3 separate regions of the Mus musculus genome follow, and regions 2 and 3 are each linked to region 1. Evidence: chromatin contacts called from public ChIA-PET and promoter capture Hi-C data. All regions are on one chromosome and are shown on one strand. Each heading gives the region's core, a stretch centred on a gene start, on an enhancer-like site or on the middle of the called end of the contact. The rest is flanking DNA. Distances are from core to core; before and after follow the strand shown. Region 1 holds the start of Tnfaip3 (tumor necrosis factor, alpha-induced protein 3). Region 2 overlaps Gm33104 (predicted gene, 33104). Region 3 holds the start of Arfgef3 (ARFGEF family member 3).

Evidence for each region. ChIA-PET counts read pairs in DNA pulled down with a chosen protein or histone mark. Capture Hi-C pulls out chosen DNA fragments and counts their contacts.
Region 2: an RNA polymerase II ChIA-PET map of memory CD8 T cells shows a contact between it and region 1, with 1,160 read pairs. The contact joins the enhancer-like site here to the promoter of Tnfaip3 in region 1. A contact is called at or near these places in 9 of 39 promoter capture datasets (the 3T3-L1 cell line, the C10 cell line, the HPC-7 cell line and 6 more), 1 of 15 datasets of contacts at CTCF or cohesin (CD8 T cells), 5 of 484 Hi-C or Micro-C datasets (B cells, CD4 T cells, CD8 T cells and 2 more), 19 of 115 datasets of contacts at active chromatin or transcription factors (the 230-238 cell line, CD8 T cells, DN3 thymocytes and 15 more) and 4 of 9 other capture datasets (adipose tissue, embryonic stem cells, liver and 1 more).
Region 3: a promoter capture Hi-C map of pancreatic islet shows a contact between it and region 1. The contact joins the promoter of Arfgef3 here to the promoter of Tnfaip3 in region 1. A contact is called at or near these places in 1 of 39 promoter capture datasets (hippocampal neurons), 2 of 484 Hi-C or Micro-C datasets (embryonic stem cells and olfactory sensory neurons) and 2 of 9 other capture datasets (adipose tissue and pancreatic islet).

The regions. Positions count from the first base shown.
Region 1 is chr10:19,013,165-19,017,875 of GRCm38.p6, reverse strand. Tnfaip3 (tumor necrosis factor, alpha-induced protein 3) reads left to right here and starts at 2,466. Exons shown (of 9, transcript NM_009397.3): 1 at 2,466-2,723.
Region 2 is chr10:19,489,501-19,494,211 of GRCm38.p6, reverse strand. It overlaps Gm33104 (predicted gene, 33104), which reads right to left. Exons shown (of 4, transcript NR_152784.1): 2 at 3,195-3,257. Among named protein-coding and RNA genes, the nearest start is that of Gm33104, 5.1 kb to the right of the region's middle. Within about 2 kb of position 2,306, at least 26 of the 459 cell types and tissues checked have an H3K27ac peak or open chromatin away from gene starts, as enhancers often do. A contact at or near this core is called in CD8 T cells, the MNK3 cell line, Th17 cells and 6 more, where this site is marked.
Region 3 is chr10:18,741,248-18,745,958 of GRCm38.p6, reverse strand. Arfgef3 (ARFGEF family member 3) reads left to right here and starts at 2,201. Exons shown (of 34, transcript NM_001033258.4): 1 at 2,201-2,418. The coding sequence starts at 2,334. It overlaps Gm32926 (predicted gene, 32926), which reads right to left and starts at 2,488. Exons shown (of 5, transcript NR_152783.1): 1 at 2,075-2,488.

The sequences.
Region 1 (4,711 bases), core at 1,217-3,716:
GAAACCTTTATGGCTCCTGTTAGTTTCAATGCATTCACCAAATCTCCCCAGACTTGAGATGCGCTTACTTTCCCCTAACGGAGGCACTCTTCCACTCTCCTCTTCCCTCTTTTCCTTCTCATTCATTGCACAGACACTTCTTACTGGCCTTGCCCATGTATTTAGGAAGGGAAAGCTAAACGCACAGCCAAATCGTGCCCTAAAAGACATTGAAAACTAGGAAGTATGCTCTCTACTTACTTTCTGGGCTAGGAAGACCTGGAGGAGGCGGGGGGAGGCTGGGGCAGGTTGGGAGGCACTGGTGAGCTGCACAATTAAACTGTGGGCAATGTAAAAGCCTACAGATCGTCTTCTGCATCTGCCCAGTCACAAATCCTGGCAGGCAAGATGGCAAAGCAGTTCTGTGGGGACAGTGAGAATGACAGGTTTGAACTTGGTCTTCCTGGTTTGTTATTCTTCTTTATTGAATTCCCAGCTCAGCAAACCTAGAAGCCAAACAGGAGCCAGAATGGGCACATGGAAGCTGCTGGGTTCGTTGAGGAACTGTCTGAGATGACAGAGAGCCTGGTTCTGTTGTGGTCTGAAGATTAATATTCTCTTCGTGGTGTGTGCTTTGCTATCCTGCATCTTTTATCACCTCTGTGTGCCTGGGAGGTTTCCTGAGGGTAGAGCCTGCATCTATTGTGGCTAGTTGCTGTGTTTGTCAAAGGAATTCCTAGGCCCTCTCCTGTGAGCTTTGGAGCAAGACTGTGTAGACTGTGTAGACTGTGGGCATGCACTTAAGCTTTCTAAACTTCACATAAAACCTTATGTGAGCCTGTAATAAATATGTCAGGAATTTAAATTGCTACACTGCTTAAGTGTCCGAAGCTGAAAACATCTGTAAAGAAGAAGACAAATACTGGCAGGTTTTAAATAGAAACGGAGTAGGGAAGGACCTGTGTGGGGAGTGGGGCTGGGGTAATGGCCATTAGACCTGTCCTGGGGTAGTGGCCAGTACTCTTGCTTCAAGCCTCTCATTACAAATAGAAAATGCTGTCCTCTAGCCCAGTCACTACTGGGGAAAGAAGCACATGTCTCTAGTTCAAACGGGCAATATACAGTCTGGCAACTTGGCAAACACACTTGAAGTCCCAGTGGCACTGAGTATTTCTATCTGGTTTGCGCTATTTTCTAGGAATCCTGCCAGGGGACCCTAGAGATACACACTCACACACACACACACACACACACACACACACACACACACACACACAGAGTAAATTAATCACACTAAACACTATTTAAAATAACATCAGGTCACTCCGCAGACCTCCCGTGGTCCCTCAAACAGATCCCGGCTCCTTTCCGGGAAGAGCCTCACACCCTGCACCCTAGCCCCAGCACAACCACCCAGAGAGCTCTGCTCAGCCCCTTGATGTATCAAATGTGGCTGACCCTTGAGGTCTTATCTCTAGACTGCCTGGAGGTTTCTTTGTCACAGAGTTTCAATGTCACCTTCTCAGAGTGGCCCTTCCTGGCCAGTGAATGAAGCCACCTCAGTTTCTAGTGTGTAGCTCTGCAGAGAGTATCCCCACCCCACCCCACCTCACCCCCATACACACTCCACTTTCTCCAGAAAGGTAAAAGCATTTTCGCTTCTTTCTGCAGAGCTCAAGCCCCTGTCTAAGTGAAGCGAAGCTTTCTCCCCTCTCAAGAAAGGCAAGTCGGGGATCAATCAGGGCATTGTGGAAGGCTATCCTCCATTGGCTTCATGGGGCGAACTAATTCTCAGGCCAGCCAAACAATACTTAAGAAAACAACTGTAGAAGGATCGGGGAAAGCCAGCAATAAACTTGAAGAAATTTCTAAACTTTAAAACGCTCCTTGGAACAGGGAAATAAAGGAGAAATGGAGGGTGTGTAGGAGTGGGGGTGGGGGAGGCGAATCTAATTCTCTCTGAAATTGACCTTGCCCCCCCCCACCCCCCGTAACTCAAAAACTGCAGGACCATGGGGTCTGATCTCACTCTGCACTGCATCCAACCTGAAGCTGACACATGGCTTGGAGAACCCTGCCGCTTTTTCTGTCAATTCCCTTCGGGACCCTGCGGAGGGCTCTTTCTGAAGTGCTCATCACGTGCACAGCCCAGACTTCAAAGCCAAGCTTCAAGCCTGAGGTCCTGTGTGTCTGGGTGGTTTTTTGGGTTTTCTCTCTAATTTCCCTTCCTTTTCACAGCTGATTTTCTTCAGAAAAGAAGCTATAAAAAAGAACCTATTGCATTTCCAGTTCCCATCACCGCGATTTCCACATGGATGTGACGTGGAAGGCAGCTTCCGAAATGCCCAGGTGACTCACGCGGGGACACCCCGGGGCGGGACCTAGGAGTTTCTCCGGGCGGGGCGGGCACGGCTTAGAGCGCCCTCTGCCGGTCGGCGGCGCGCCACGCGGGTCACGTGACTGGAATTTCCATCGGAAATCCCCCTGTTGGCAAAGCATACAACTGAAAGGCAAAAAAGGGAACTGCCCAGTCTGTAGTCTTCGGAGCCGGAGGCGGAGCGGTGAGCCAGGCCGCCGAAAGACGTGCACACCCCCTCAGCCAGCGAGCCCGATCGGGTGTCCATGGGGCTCCGCCTCGGCCCGACCCCCACCACGACCCGGACCACGATCCCGGGCTGCGGCGCGCGCCAGTGACGGCCGGCCGGCCACTTGGGCTCTGCGAGGGCTCCGCGCGGCCCCAAGAGGTGAGCGATGCTCCGGCTGCGGGGTGCACGGCTAGCAGAATGCGGGGGTCCTCGGTCAGTGGGGTGCACTGCCAGCCAGATTCGGGGTGCACGGCCAGCTCAGTGTGGAGCTGCCTTGCGCTGGCTTTGCAGGGATCCTGGAGTTGGGGTATTGTTGGCCGGAGTTGAGGTCCCGGTGCCAGGTGTTTAGGTTGACAGCCCGAAGTTTCTTCAGCCGACTAGTTAGCTAGCTATTCCTTTTCGATCCTGCAGGGTGACAGGAGCTGCAGCTGGCTGATGAATAGTCAGTCACCTTTTGGGTTCCTAGGTCGTGTGGTCGTGGGTGACACCCCCCCCCCACTTGGAAATCAAGTGCAGCGTGTTCATAGGCACGTAGACCTTGCAGAACCGCGTTGGGCTTTTTTCCCATATTGTGCACAACTGGCCCAACAGGGGATGGGTTTCTCAGAGGCCACCAAATCCAACTTGGAGACTTCGGTCAGCTAACCTTTCAGTGATCTGTGGGAGGAGGGTTGCGGGGCGGGAGGTGGAGGGGAGGGGCGTGCTTTGAGATTGCCACTAGGTCTCTAGTTGCCACAGTTTAAGAAGAGTATGCATGCAGAAATGATTCTCTGGCCTGCTTGTTGGGGACTCCACTTTAGGTGGCATGTAAGACTCCCTGCTGCAGCCCCGACTCCACACTGAGATAGTGTGTTGTCAGTCCGGGTCCGTTGTCCCACATCCTGCCACCTGGCCTCTCAGGAAAGCTGAGGTATTAAGAGCTCTTTTTGGAGCATGCTTTGTTTTCTCCTGGTCTCTGATCTTTCTTTGGAAAGCTAGTCTGGTCAAGTGGGGGCACCGTTTGGAGAACTGATCACAGTTAGTTAGCCTTCTGATGTCCCAGATTATTGAGCAACTGATCCGGTCTCCATTCTTATTGTCTGAGATGCTACTTGGATCTTTTGCAGTTCTTTGTATGGATTTGTTTTGTTTTGTTTTGCTTTGCTTTGCTTTTTTTGGAGGGGTACTTCCCAACAGTTGCCCGAGGTATCTGTTGATAAATAATACATAAGTTTCCACATCGCAGACAAAAAAAAAAATCTGTTCAGAGTGGAAAAATAAAACTGGGGGAAAGACTTTGATGAGTAAGTTCTATAGAATCTTATTGATCCTGTGACAAAAATTGGGAAATTTATCTGTAAGGCAGTGAGGTAACAAATATATTTTTAAAAGTTAAGGGTAATGTTGTAAATTTTTTTTACCCATAAAACATTACAATAATATGTCAGGAAAATTTATTCTCTAAATGTGGGGAAATCCAAGAACTGGAAACTTGGGCAGAGGTTTAAGCTCTGTTTTAAACAGGTAGTGCTAGTGAGAGTGCTATGAATGGGGTAATAGTAGGCTACCAGACATTGACATTTGCATGTTTTATATATGGTTTAGAGCCCCCACCACATTTAGATCTATGCTAAAAGTTCTTTAGGTCCAGGAGCGTGAAATAGCATAGTCATGAAAATAGAACAAGGTGCAACTCACTGATCTAAAACTTCTCCTTGTGTGTTTCTGAGAACAGCAAGTGCTGTGCCTCAGGGTTGCTATCAGGAAACTAACAGAGGATTGAGATAGGAAATAGGAAGGTTTGGCTTTCAGGAAAAGCTACGTCCTATGTTTGCTGGACCTGAGATGGGTCTTACCTTCATTGCCTTAGCTGCATTGTGTCATTCATATCAAGGCTGGGAGTGAGGGCATACATTCTTCGCTATAGCATCAAGCACAAGGGTGGGCCTTAAATAGGTGGTCTGGCATTGCTGGTTGCATGAATTCATTTATTTATGGATGGATGGATGGATGGATGGATGGATGGAGTAGTGACATTGTGAGAGAGACCACTGCTACATGACCAAGGAAATTCATGTGTGGTAGTTTTGTCTCATTCTATGTTCCTTCCTAATTCTAGTTGCAAGGAAAAAACTGTCATCAGACACAGAGAATAACTCCCCAGTCTC
Region 2 (4,711 bases), core at 1,057-3,556, 480 kb before region 1:
TCTAAGGTATTCCAAAAAGTCCACCTCTTTGTTGTAACCTGCTTATCAAATGTTTGCACTAATACATTTAAAAAGTACCTTAATTTGGGGTTCCCTATTTCTGGAAAAGCACGAAATTGCTACCTCGTTGGAACGTGGTATTTGGAGAAAGTAAAATCTGTGTTCCTGAGCCATAGTCACTCATAACTGGCTCTAGAATAAACTATCTCTTATCTTGTTGAGGCGAGCTGTTTCTCTCATTGACAATAATAGGGGTCTATGCAGGAGCAAGAGTGAGTCATGGTGGGAGGTTGACCTCTGGCACCCACACATGTGCACCTGCTGGTCTGAGCCAGATGAACATTAACCAGCAAGCAGTTGTCATCTCTGTAATGGTCTTGATGAATGCTAGTTTTCTTTAGTGTCATCTTGCTCTCCTCACTTGCCTTTGCTAACTTTTCAAAACATGTTGTTCCTAATACACACTCCAAAATGTAGGCTTGCTTTCCCTCCCCGCTAGCATCTGTGAACTTAAAGGTGGTCATGTTTCTAATCTTTCATGCTACTATTTAAAAACATGTCCAAGGCTAATCTCACTTGCTAGAGGTGTACTTTGGCTCAGCATTCAAATAGGATCCATCCTTTCTCCATTTCTAAAACACAAAAATCAAGTCTCCCTTACTAAATTTTTTATTTCAGTCCCAGATGCCTTAGGTGTTATACCTATCTTAGATATTATACATATATTATCTATGTTAGATATATATTATACATATATTAGATATATCTGTCTTAGATGTTATACTGCCTTAGATAGATATACTATCCTCAAACATGGTCTCCCTCCATGTGGAGCTTGGAGATCTGAGATGTGCAAGCTTGTGGTATCTGAGAAAACCGCAGAAGCACGGTGACCCCTCTCATGTTTGATACCCATCTCTCCTTATGGTGATTTACACGAAAATGGCTCTCGCGGGCTTCCAAATTTCAATTCTTAGTCACCAGGTTATGAAACCGAGAAGGCTTAGGGGGATTAGGAGGTGTTGTCTTACTGAGAGTGGACTTTGAGACTGCAAAAGCCTACACTGGGCCCTGTGTCTCTCCCTCTGTCTTCTTGATGCCCGTGGAACAGGATGTAAAGCTGCCTGCTTGCCTGCCTGCTGCCATGCTCCCTGCCATGGTGACAAAAGACCAATCCTCTGAAGCTGTAAGCCAGCACCCAGTGAAATGTCTTCTTTTCTAAGAGAAAACATTTGGTCATGATCCCTTTTCAACAATACAAAGGTAACTAAGACATCCCTGAAGCAGGTCAGACCCAAATGTTGGCTGGTTTTATGTCAACTTGACCCAAGCTAGAGGAATCAGAGAGGAGGGAGCCTCACTTGAGACAATGACTCTTAAGATCCAGCTGTAAGGCATTTTCTCAATTAGTGACCAATGGAGCCGGGCCCAGCCACTGTAGGTGGCACCATCCCTGGCCTCCTACAAGAAAGCAGGCTGAGCAAGCCATGAGGAGCAAGCCAGTAAGCCGCACCCCTCCATGCTCTGTATCAGCTCCTGCCCTGAATGAACTCCTGCCCTGTTTGAGTTCCTGTCCTCACTGCTTTTGAGGATGAACTGTTCTGTGAAACTTGGGGCTAGAAAAGCCATTGAGTCACTTCTGTAAGAGCTTGCTGCAAACAGTAAAAAAAAAAAAAAAACCTGGAGGCCTAGCTTGTGCAGTGTCAGCGGGAAGAAAAGACTCTACAGGACATTTTGTGTGAAGGATCTGTAGTTTTGGTTAGCTGGGGATGAAGAACCATCTGTGATGAACAAGATACCAGAACTACTAAAGTAAAATCCTTGCTGGATACTCAATGCTGGTTGGCCAGAGCTGAGAATTTAGCCACGATTACGAAGAAAGCAGCATTGTTGGGGTAAAACTTTCGGGGGAAGTGTTTTCAAGAGATTCAGCACACAGAAGCTGTGTTCCAGACAAGGCCATAAGTTGGACCTTGCGCTGGTAGCTGAACTTGATAGTGCGCCAACAAGGAAACACTGCCTTGAGAGCCTCAGTCTGTTGGCTCAGTCTCAGATCTGATCTCTGGGCCAGAGCTTTTGGTCCGAATCTCAGCTCTGGTACTTGGTATTTGGTATTTGTATGGCATGAGCACGTGATAAACTTCTGTGTCCCGGTTTCCTCATTTGTAAATTTCAATTAAAAATCATAGACAATGCATCATATAAATGCACACGTGATTTTAATGTACTAGCAACAGTGTTTACACTGCAAAGGTTGTCATGGCAGCTGCTTGATCCATGTACATCGCTCAGAACGATGTAGGGTACATGCTGAGCTGCATAAAGTATTATTTTTGCTTTTGAATTTCGTCCGTTTCACATTGGGGGTGGGGACACATGTTTTTGTACTTAGGGGTTTTAACTTGGAAATCAGAAAACGGTTCTGGTTCTAAATAGCTGGAGCTAACCAACAACCTTGCGGGGGGGGGGGGGGGCGCCTCACCCCATCACAACCGCTTGAGGATGCTGCCCCCTGGTGGTCCTTCTCCGGGGCTTCTACCACTCTGTTTCAGTCATGCCAGAATTTTGTTTGTCTTCTCCTTCCTTTAATCTAAAGGTCAACCTATCAGCAGCTGCAGCATTCCCTCACAAGCGTTTCTCAAAACACAGTTTGTAAGTCGCAGATGTACATATGCATTTCCACCGTTTGGGTGGCAGCTAAACGTTATACTTTTGGTAGGAATGTTTAGAAATGGTGAGAAAATTATGTGTCCACTCAGAGCACCTATTATGTAATCTTTTTAATTGATACACTTGAAAATGAGGTAAGTACCTGAGGATTCAAGCAGAGTCCTCTTTAGTACTGATATAAGCATTCATATTTAAAAAAATCATTCTTATGGACTCTAGGATAAATGTCCTATTGCATACCAAAATATAGAGTTTAAAAATATTAACGTCATTACTTTGACAAAATTTCTCAGGATCAAAGAGATAAAAGTTACAATGTTTGCACTTATGCTGCACATGTGTACTCTGTTTGGTCCTGTTTTCACCTGGTCATCTGCAGTGCCCACCCCAGCAACCTCTATCTTATTTCTTCAGGAATTTTCCACAATAACAAACAAACAAACATAAAACAAACAAACAAAAACCATTTGTTTTCAAGAGGAACTATGCAAAACTCTTCCTTTTCGGTTCTTTTGCAAACTTACATGACCCTGGAAGGTAGCTCAAGGGCGGATCACCTCGTCTGGATCACCTCTGTTACACAATTCCTAGCACCAAAAAAGGCAACATCAGAAGATCGGTGAATACTTTTTTTTTTCCTTTTAACACATTTGCTATCGTTTCTGATGGAGAATAAAGAATGAGTCTGAAGTTGTTAGGCGCTCGCTCAGCCGGCTGGAAGCCCGACATTCTCTCTATGCTTCTGCTGCCCGGCATTGTGGACAGAACATTACTCAAACCACAGGCTCCAGACTCCCAGGTAACTGAAGCCAGCAGGAAGCTCTGTTTGATATCAAGTGTGTGCTTTATCGACCTTTTTGTTGTGATGGGAAGAAGGGAACCAGCTTTGCTTTTATCTTGCCCTGTCGTAACATTGCCCAGTAGGTGGAGGCTTTTTTGGTGCACTGTGGCCAAACTCTTTGATAGATGCTGAATTTGTGATCATAAATTTTCTATAATAATAATAATGATAATAATAATAATAATAAATCAATGTTCTTTCCATCACCGTTACTAACATAAAATCTTACACAGCCACGTGTTTTATTAAAGCGGATCTAAAATTCTGCATTCAGGAACCACCACATAGAAAATACAACTTAATTTTCTTTCCTAAGAGACAGAAGCCTGTCCGTCCAGGGACAAAGGCTTACATCTAACAAAGCAATTTTGAACTTTGGAGTCAACCATATAGACTTTGAGCTAAACACAGTCTCGGTGTCTTATTATATTAGAAATACTCCTGCAGAATAAGAAAATAAAGTGTCTTTGTTTCCTCTACAAGTACTTAGTTTTCAATGAGCAAGTTAGAGTTTTTATATTTCATTTAATGAATATGCCCCCCCAATTGTTTTGCTTTTACACATGTGATGAAGCTATATTAAATCTACCCTTTTTTTTTGTAGGATGCCCTTGTGGGTTTAGACCTGAACACAATACAGTCACTGAGCAGAGACCAGGCTTAGTGCAATCACAAGCTCACCCCAGTGTTCCTGTACCATACTCTGTGGCTCCTCGTCTACTTTGGATAGTACTTGTTCCAACTCCTTAAGAGTTCTAGTAATTTACAGAAAGAATTCTCTTCATTAAAAGATGAAATGTGCTCTGTATTTTAGCCCAATATTTAACATTTAGTAGTAGTTTTGTGATTTAAGAGTCATAGATACTTTGGATGTTAATTATTTCTTTTATACCAATCTTTAGAGACATGTGCATTTAAATATCTGATTTCCCATTCTAGAAATATCGCAATCATCTCATAATTATGAATTAATGTTCTAAGCACATTTCTGTCTGTCACTATTGCCAGAATGTTTCAAGCATGTTACTGGGAAATAACCATGCAAGGAAAGAAGACTGGCTTCCTCAGTGGAGTTCTGCTTTAAAGCGCAGCTGACACTTGGGCCTGGAAATTTCTTTGTTGTAGGCAGCTGCTCTGTGTGTACATTCTATGTGCATTCTAGGATGCTTACAGAACCCTTGGCCATGTCACACCAGATGC
Region 3 (4,711 bases), core at 952-3,451, 270 kb after region 1:
TAGTCAAATCATGAAATTTATTGAATTTTCCCCATTTCTGCCATAACTGGTTTTGCAAAAATTTCAATGTATTAGGAAGTATATCCATTTAACTTTTCTTCTTAACCTTTTATGGTTTAATTCTTACATCTAACTCTTTAAACTATCAGTCATTCATTCTGATGCATGGTATAATTCTGATGAATATATTATTCCAAATAGTTAATGCAGTGGTTGAATATGAGGTTTTGTTGTTTGCTTTTTCGCACTAGTAACTTTCCCTCAAAAGATGGCTCCATTGGATGTGTGGATGGTGGGCAGAAGGGCCCTTGGGAACTGGCACTCTGAAGGAACTAAGAGCAGTCAACACCCTGTCCCCGCTGGACACTTCCTTGTGTCACTTTCTTCCCTGGCTGCCTTTCACCCCTGGGATTTCTCCCAGTCTCTCCCTTGTACTAATTCCTCAGACCCTTGTCTTAGGTCCTGTCTGGCCTCTGACAGCAACCACTCACCATATTGAATGGCTCTAAATCATCCCTCCCATCCCAGACATTTCCTGGGAGCTCCTGCCCATAGATAAAACACTATGTATCATTATCTCTTCAATCAGACCATGTTAAATCTGAGCTTGTACACTCCCAAGCCCTTCCTCCATATCATCTTTACCTTACCAAATGGGGCCAACGTCTTCTGACTTCCTAAAGAAAACCAGAATGCTCCCCTCATGCTGCCTCTATCCAGTCTTCTCTATCCAGGCGTCAAACCCTTTGGCAGTGTCTCCCCAAATGTCTCTCTTCCAGACCACCTAAAGTCCAGTTTATTCTAAGGTTGATGTGAAACCTGCTTAAACTCCCCCAAGACATCACTCTCTCTGCAGACAGCATCCCTATCAGTAGAAATATATTTCTAATAAAAACTGAATTTGTGCTGGGTGTGGTGGCACACGTCTTGAAACCCTGCACTCAGGAAGCAGAGCAGAGGTCTCTGTAAATCCAGTCAGCCTGGTCTACAGAGCAAGTTCCAAGACAGCCAGAGCTACTAAATGAGATGCTGGTTTTGGGGGGAAAAATTAAAATACAAAGAACAAAAATTCGCTTCTAAGTCCACCCTCACTACCTGTCACAGCTCTCAGAACAAGGTCATTGCTTTCCAGTCAGGACTCTTGCCTGTAACAGCTGGCAAAGGAAGCACCAGAAGTCACTCAAATAGCAGAGGCTTACTCACTCCCCCCTCCTAGTTTAGTCCCCCTGGCTTCCCTGCCTATCAAAAGCTAACATCAACTGTCTGTGCCAGTGTGTCTCTTCAGAGGGAAACAACCAGTACACGAGGTAAAGGAAGGAAGGGAAGAGATTCTTTTATTATTATTATTATTATTACTATTATTACTTTGACAGTCTCGTGTCCCTCAAGCCCATCTCACACTGACTGTATAGGCAAGGATGACCTTGAACTTCTAACTTTCCTATCTTCACCTGCTGGTACTGAAGGTTTTAAAAAACATCTTTGGATTTGGGCTGTGTGGAATACATTCTTGTTGGCTGGGAAGTAGCTGAGGTCTAATTTCCTTGTGTATATACTGGGCCATTAATTTCTAACATACAGGGCAGTCCCACAGGTTGACTACTGGTCTATTTATAGATTTTAAGTTGTCAGTTAAATCTATTGATTTTTTTTTCTTTTTTCAATTTCTGCCTTAGCTGGTTTGGTAGAAATCTCAATGTACTAAGGGAAGCGTATTCATTTTAATCTTCTAAATCTTTTCTGGTTTAATTTTCACATCGAATTCTCTAATTATTAGAGAGAACTGTATTAGAGTCTAATGTATGCGTGTAATACATTGTAAGCTCCCAGCAGGCAGGCATATGACGTAGTTCTCGCTGGATGGCTCCAACCTTACACAGGGAGGGGACCAGCTGTTTACTATTTACTATTTATTACTATCTACCCCCTAGTGTAGCAGGTCTCAGAGATGCCTGATGCGCCGGCCCAGCAGGTGATTGGCACAAGCGACCAGGCCCCTCCCTGCCTTCCGCCCGTGGATCTCGGTGATTTCCCTAGGGCAGAGACTGGCCGGCAGCCAGCCACAGATCCCCACCTTTGGATGAAGCTTGGTACCCCAGGTCCTCTTGGACGTTAGGTAGACGGCCGGGGCCTCCCGGGTTCCCCTGCTGGTGAGCGCACCTGACCCGGCGGGCGTGGCAACAGGCGTGGCGGCGGGGCTGACGTGGCCTGTGGCGCGGAGCGGGTGTGATTCATCAGCGGCCGCCGAGAGCCATGGGGACGAGTGCCGAGGCCTCCTAGGCGCGTCCCCTGCGCGATCTCGGGGTCGGTGGCCTGGCTCTAGGAAGGCCAAGATGGAAGAGATCCTGAGGAAGCTGCAGAGAGATGCGTCCGGGAGCAAATACAAAGCCATCAAAGAGAGCTGCACCTGGGCCCTGGGTAAGTGAGGGCGATGCGCGGGAGCCGAGGGGCTGCGCAGGGACACCTGCTCCCGGATCACAGGCTCCTCGGGCCCCTGGGCAGGAGGGACTGCCACCGACTATGGGTTATGAATGTTGCCTCGGATACTTAATGCGGGGTATGAAAATCTTGGCTCAGCGTGGGCATCCAGCTGTCTCCATCTGGTTCCCTTACCGCTTCCCAAACCTCTATGGGAACCGTTGCCTTTGCTGTGAGGTAACCTCATTCCTGGTCCCTAGAGCCCATAGACAAGGGTTCCTCTCCCCCCCCCCCCCCCAATAGCCAAGTTAGGACCTCCAGCTTGTATGAAATCAGGGCCCTGGTTTCCAGGGGTATGGAAGAAAAAAGGAAGTTAATTAAAGCAACAGCCCTCTTCTCAAACACTGGTGAGTGGAACCAGGAAGGAAGGCTTGTTTAATTTGATTTTGCTGATAGAAGCCACCTTGCTAAATATTCGCTTTTATGGCTATTGTGCATGGAACATAACAGACTGAAGGAATTGTGTTTCTCTTGCAGTTCGGTTATTGACTTGCCCTCAGACAGGTGGGCTTTTAGTTGTGTGAGCTGTGCTAAAATTGAGATAAGTTCCTGGTAGCAAATGAGCATTTCCCATCCTGTAGGCTGCAGTTCTCAAAATCGGAAAACAAACGGAATGACATGTCAATTAGGCAAGACCAAGGCGCTGAGAATGGGGGGTGGGGGGGGTGGGGGGGGTGGAGTGAACTGTACTATATAGACAGCCCACTAAGCCCCTTGCTTTACCAGAGCCTGCGTGATATGCCTCTGTAACCAGCTAATTAAAAACAACAACAACAACAAAAACCCAGGAACCCCTTCCCTTGAAATAAAAACCAATCGGTGATTGTCATGATTCTGTGCTGTGTGCAACCTGGAAAATAAGGCACAGAAATGCCGTTAGCCGTAGGTCCAACTAAAGACAGAATTCTCATAGTGTTTTAGGTCATGCTGTTCTGACAGAAGGTCCTAATTCACATGTTTGTGCACACATGTGTGTCTGTGTCTCTGTGTGTAGACAATTGTAGCAGCACCATCCTTTGTTTAATCTCTGCATAGCCCTAAATTGTCTCAATTATTGCCCAGGGAGTTTATCTTGTAGGTAGAACTAGTGTTTGGCCATTTTAGTGTAATGTTAAATGCAAATGGACTAGCTGTCTGAGAAGCAGCAAGGCTCTTAAAGCCGCAGTAAGATTTCAGTGTGGCCATTACCGTTTACTGTTCAGCAGTGATTCGAAGCTGGATTCCCAAATGCCTCTCTAATGAAGGGTCACAGATGGCTGGCTAACATAATAAAGCAGGACCTGACTGGGCATGAAATACACCATTCCTAGTATTCCTTATTAGTTTGCTGTAAACGAAACGGATTGAGATAAACGCAGAGGTGTAGAGTAACCCAGTGTTTTTAATAAGTTGGGCATTCGATATTCAACATCTTGTGTTTAAACCACGGCTGTTGAACTTAGGCCCTTGAAGCTACTGGGGAAGAAGCCCGGAGCCGAGGACAAGTAGATTTTCTGGGTCAAGTTCAGAATTCACCTTGACCGTAAGAATAGATGAGGTCCCTTTTGCCGCTCCTTGATCACTCTGTAATTAGCAAGAGAAGAGATAAAGCTATGACAGCTAAATAATAGCACGGAACCTTCCTGGGTACATGGGGTACATGGGAACAACCACAGTTGGAAAACCGGGCATGAGAGCTTCAGTGAGATAGGGTCTGACTATGAGGGGAGGAGAAGGGAGACTGAGTAGATTTCACGAAAGAATGGGTAATCTTTCCATTCTCTAATTTTTCTTCTTTTTTTTTTTCCGATCATACATTTCAGACACTCCTGTAGTGAAAATCTGTTTGTTGAAGGGGAGTGGGGGTATGCAGTATAAACAAAGGCGGAGGCTAGAGGGGTTTGCTGTTTTTCACTCCCCTCCAGTTCCCACAGCCAAGGCAAGGCTTTTACTAGAAAACACTTGCCGCCCATCAGCCCTCGTATTTTAAATAGAGGAACACGTACATTTCTAAGAATGTACTTAAGAAGCTAGAGCAGCACCGTTTCTGCTTGCCCCATGGAGAGCTCCAGGGCCTGGTGGCAGTTAGCTGTGCCACCACGTTGTCGATGGCACCGTGCACAGCAGTTACTTTCTTTGCTCCTGATCCTCTTCCGTCTGGGATTTCTTTGCCGCTCCTTCAAAGCCTTACAGGAAGCTTTCAGTGCCTGCCTCAGTGGAATTCTTTACCCCGCTGGCTTAGAGCCCTGCCCTC